2 separate regions of the Anas platyrhynchos genome follow, and region 2 is linked to region 1. A link is a contact called in public Hi-C data. All regions are on one chromosome and are shown on one strand. The core of a region is the stretch at or near the end of the contact, and the rest is flanking DNA. Distances in the headings are between cores, read along the strand shown.

Region 1 (2,700 bases), core at 14-2,513:
GGCAGTTCTTATCTCAGTAGGCTCATACTCAGAACTCGCATTTAGAGCTTAGTCAAAAGCAATCTCTGCGGAGAACTCTTCCCTCCCTTCCCACCCCCCAACATTTATTTCAGCTTTCTGGTAAGGAAAAATGATTATGTCAGCTTATGGCTAAAAGATAACTACTGAAAGAAAGGGTTGACTATTTTAGTTTAGTTTAGTTTAGTTATTTTTTATGTGTGAAGCTTCAAGGGTATATACTACACCTTTACTTCATGTATAGCACATTTGTACTTCCTAATGGTGCAGCCTGACAGTCTAGTTCATAGAAATCACAGATTTCAAAGCCTAAGCTGTCAAACTACAGCATAAAAGTTTTTAAGACAAAATTGCTTACTTTCCTGTGATGTATCTGAAATAGGTGTACTATCTTTACTGCAATGTACTTGGTAACATGATGTTACGTCTCCATAGTACACATGATCATACATACACCTTTGAATTAAATAGTTTATTTTTTTAAACAAAGACAAAAGAAATCTCAGCCTGCCTGGAGTAGTAAAACATTGTAATGCTCATGAAAAAACGTGTTCTGCTTTTCTTTTTGCTGAAATTGAAAAAATAATGACTGAATTACAATGTGATTTTAGCTGGTGAGTCAAGTGACTTTTCCAGTTGGAGAAGTTGTGCTGTTCAACTCATTAAAGATGACAAAGATATGCAATACATAATGTATATCTGTAATCCCTCTATATATAAAGTTACATATATATGATAAAGATGTATATAAATGTAGCTAGTATATCTCTAGGTATATCTAATAATCTTTCTTGCATCTAATATCTATATCTAATTATATAGATAATAGATTAGATAGATAGAGATAGAGATAGAGATAGAGATAGAGATAGAGATAGAGATAGAGATAGAGATAGAGATAGAGATGATATAGATAGATATAGATATAGATATAGATATAGATTAGATATAGATATAGATATAGATGATATAGATATAGATAGATATAGATAGATAGCTACAGATGGATGGCTGTTGATGGACCACAAGATTCAAGAAACAAGTAATAGGAAAGGGAGCCTTTCACTCTTCTGAACTCATTCAGCTCTTAAGTGGGCAAAACCTGTTACTACTGGCTGAGTAGTAGAATAGATTGATGTTCTTAGTTGGCAAGCCTCCATATAATGTAAAAAACCTCACTGAGATATTTCTGAAACTCTTCCTAAGTGTTCTCTGTGCTGTAGACAAAACAGAAGAATAACAAAATCTGAATTTTCACCTTGAATCTGTTAGATACAGTGCAGACACTTCCCTGAAAGAGTGTGTTCCTTGTGTGAAGATAAAGTTCAAAAAGGATTTATTTTTATTTTAAACTAAAAGAGGCCCTAGTGGGCTAATCTTTGAAGTATTAAAAGTAGACACCTCAGACTCAAAGTCAATGTATTCAAAGTCTTCAGAAAGTGGAAAATAAAGTAAAGAGGCTGAAATTTCCCTACAATGTATTCAAGAAAGGAAACTACAAACTGTGCTCCTCTCATTTAGAGTCTCAAGTGAGCTGTACAGTAGATCTTTGAGACTAGCAGAAGTCTTTTAAATGAAATATATTTTTGTATTTTTCTGTATATGGTAAAATGAAATGCATGAATGAGTATATATTCCAATGCAATTTGAATTGTAATTGAAGATGGAAGAATAGAAAATAGAAGTATTTCAATAGTTCATTGAGTTCTAGGATTTAAGGAAAAATTAAAGGATTTATAGAGAAATCATACAGTTTCTTTTGTAATTCTTCATCTCTTCATCAAAGAAGATGTTCGCAAAAGATCTGCAGTTTTCAGGTAAAGTTTTCAGGTGCACTGGTTTAAAAAAAGAAAAAGAAAAAAGAAAAAAAGGAAAATACTTTATCACAATGTGCTAGATTGCTCTGGGAATATCAACAGGAACAGGAACATCATGATCTAGCAAACAAAGAATACCGTATAAGCAGAGGTTTCAAAGAGTCTTGAAACTAAGAATGCAGAATAGAACAAACTAAAGACTGAATCCTAGCTTGTGGTAAAATCATTCTTGTTAGAAATACTCTTTCAGTTTTCTCTGCCCATAAAAATGGTTGTGGCCAAGTTATCCACCATGACAAGTACAAACTCACATGGTGGGTATTGAACATAATATGTTAAAAATAAAACAATTGCTGTCTGCAGTGGGGCTACTGGTGTTCAACTCGCTAATGCATGATTTGGTAGAGAAAAGAAGAGCAGAACAAAACACAGAAAATCAATGTCATTGAGGAAAAAAATATTTACTCATTTTTTGTGGGGATCATATCGTGGACAGATATATAGGTGGCACAATGACAAAAATAGAAGTAATGACAAAAGAAGTTATTGACAATACAAGTCAATTTACAGCACAACAAACCATTCTGATGTCTCCTGTTGTTACAGGGTTCTGTAAACCATACCAAGAAGAGAGGAAAGTGTCTATATGAAGGTCTTGGAAAAAGCAGAGAGAAATGTCCATATCTGGTAAATAGCCAGAGAAAAAGATCACTTTACTCATATATAAAAAATGGATTGGTAAAAAAGTAATAGATTATACACAATTATACTGAACCCCCATGCTAAATACTGTATTCAATTCCAGACATTGCCAGTGATCTATTTAGTTATGATAGTTGTTATGTTATATTCACTTTGCAGAACT
Region 2 (2,700 bases), core at 92-2,591, 76 kb after region 1:
AAAAAAGAGGACATCTTTTAAAGCTGTGTGGTTGATTTTTATTAAAGGACTAGGTTTCCTTAGGCTGATTTACTCTATTATAGTATCTACACACTATATATATATGTGTATGTGTTTTTATGTGTATATATATGTACACTATACACTATACAGCATCTGCTAGTTCAACTAGTAATAAATATGTAAACATTTATTATTTGTTTTGATTAGTTGCATGAATTTGAATAAGCAGGTAAGGAAAACAGGGTGGAACCATAATTTAATTATCTGTGTCATAAGCCAATTTAAAGTAGGTGTTCTGTTTTGCTAAAGCTTATGTTAAGTAAAGCTCATCACTTAGGATGTGGATAAGTGAAGCAGCTCTCAGGCTCTGGCTTGTAATGACTGCAGAGCAGCACAAATTAGGTAGAAACATGGGAATAAATAATTACGTTGAAGGATCTAGCAAAATAAGAGCATCTAAGCAGAATCAGAAAATAATGCTTCAATAGAGGGCAGTCCATTTAATAAACTATTTTTTAATATTTATTTTTGCTTCATATTCCTCTTATCAGTCAGTCATCATTATTCATCATTAAATACACTTGTATTTGAAATTGGCATAAACTGTTTTGTGGGCTTTGCTTGTTTGCTGATGGGTGAACAGCACAGAAATACGTTAGGCAAATGTTAGTCTTCATGGGCTTCTCACTTTTATCAATAAAAAATAAAGCTTTGGAATTCAGTTCATTTGTATTTTTCTCATACCAATAGAACACCTTGCACAAGCATCAATTAGGAAGTAAGATATGGCTAAGTCAAAATTGCACTAAATCTATTCTGTAGTAATATAACACTGAAATAAGGCAAATATCATTAGCATGTGAACAACACTTTATATATGTTTGTGGAATAAATAAAATTAAGATGATAAGATTTTCAATTACAGTCTTTTGTGCTGAGACACATAAAAGCTGTTATGTACCAGCTGCAGGTTGGTTTATAATTTTCATCATTTTTCTTTTCTAACGAGTTGGAAAAAGTAAGAGAAAGAAATACAGCAACACTGAAATAATCTGGTTGGTTACACCTGCAGTAGTAATAGAATCGAGTTGGGGCTTGTTCACTGCACACTGCTCTGTATGGCTGAATTCTTCCTCCACTTCTTGCCCAAGCAGGATAGTGCCAGCCAGTCTGCCAGTTGAACTGGTACTGTCCCTGAACTAAGCATGGGCGCTGCTGTCTGGGAAAAGACCAGCTTTCTTTTTTTTTTTTTTTTTTTTCCCAGCCAAATTAGGCACTGTATGCGGTTGCAGAACAGCACCAAAGCTATGTCTTGGTCATGATGAGTGTTCAATAGCCAACTCACTATTGAATGGGCTACTTTCTTGCCCAGAGATTTTACAAGTCTGAATCATCAGGGCAGGCAAAGATTGACTGAAGAAACTTCTGTGGAAAGCATTGTACCACTGTGCATGTGAAGTATCAAAGAAATGTTCCTGCTCGGAGCTCATCTTGTGAGCAGTTGGCAGCAGGACTCAGAGCTCAAAGATATTGCAGTGATCATTGTATAGCAATATCTGGTGATTGTTATTTAGCACCAGTGAAGGTCTTGGGTATATAGAGAGAACAAGGTAGTTTTCATGACTAAGAGCATTCTTTTGTATTGAGAGTTGGGGCAAGTTCACAAGAGGTGTCCTTCTTTGGAGGCAAAATTGAAGGCTATAACATCTGGCTATATCCAGATTCATCGTTCACAAGAGCCAAAGTAATTTATATGGATTTTGTTCAAAGTTTTCTGTTAGTTAAGGTAAAATAAAAATAACTAATACGAAGCCTGAGATACTGGTAGACTTGCAAGTTTAACTTTTATATATAGAAAATCCAGCTCTTGATCACTCTTTCAAAACTCTGTTTTCTGTCACTGCTGATTACACTTGCCATAGTACAGTGGTTCCCCCCGACCACCTCTGTCACCGCTTCCCTTAATCTGGATTAAATAAATGGATGACATATCACAGCAAGGCTATGTGTTCTGAATAGTGTAAATTCCACTGTGCAGGGCAAACAGCTTTAAATATAATGAGTATTGTTATATTTAAAAGTAAAAGAGAGTGTTTTTTTTTTTAACTTTGAGAAAAATGGATTTTTGCATTTGTTCAGAGCTCTGCTTTTATCCAAAAAACATGAGCTCTTCACTGAAGTACATTTTAATCCTAAGAATTGATGTCTCTTGCAGTATATAATGGCCTATAATTTTCCTCCCACTTCAGCATAATGAATGCAATCATTTATTTATTCTTTTGTTCATATTTTGTATGAAGTTCTTAATTATTGAATTATTAGACTTATTAGTAATGCAAATATTATTTTTCTTTCTGAAATTTCTGTTTTCATTGACTTTCCAAAAGAAGCATTTGGTCTTCTTTAGATAGTGTAAACTACTTCTCTTTAAGCAATTCATAATTTGCCCAAGTTTGCTTAATGTTAGACAATGCATACCTCCAATTCAGAATTATTGGATTCCATCTTAAGATAGTGTAGGCTTACATTAGCTAACAATCTAAAAAATTCACACAATATTTCTTGAAATATCCTGGAGAGGGAAGAATGCTTTAAAACTATGAATGCTAATGTATCAGTTTTGCTAAAAACAGTGATATATTTCTATCACATCACACAGTTGCTCTATTTTTCCAGAACAGGTACACAAAAATATAC

What was found. Hi-C and Micro-C count contacts between places; a contact is called where the count stands out from the background.
Region 2: a Hi-C map of skeletal muscle shows a contact between it and region 1, with 2.0 times the contacts expected there. The contact joins two enhancer-like sites. A contact is called at or near these places in 4 of 8 Hi-C or Micro-C datasets (F1 follicle, liver, skeletal muscle and 1 more).

Annotation. Positions count from the first base shown.
Region 1 is chr2:30,666,623-30,669,322 of IASCAAS_PekinDuck_T2T, forward strand. No RefSeq gene overlaps it. Among named protein-coding and RNA genes, the nearest start is that of ZC2HC1A, 18 kb to the left of the region's middle. Within about 2 kb of position 1,264, at least 2 of the 8 cell types and tissues checked have an H3K27ac peak or open chromatin away from gene starts, as enhancers often do.
Region 2 is chr2:30,742,115-30,744,814 of IASCAAS_PekinDuck_T2T, forward strand. The region is part of intron 2 of LOC106015875 (a long non-coding RNA gene); the gene reads left to right. Among named protein-coding and RNA genes, the nearest start is that of PKIA, 21 kb to the left of the region's middle. Within about 2 kb of position 1,342, at least 1 of the 8 cell types and tissues checked has an H3K27ac peak or open chromatin away from gene starts, as enhancers often do.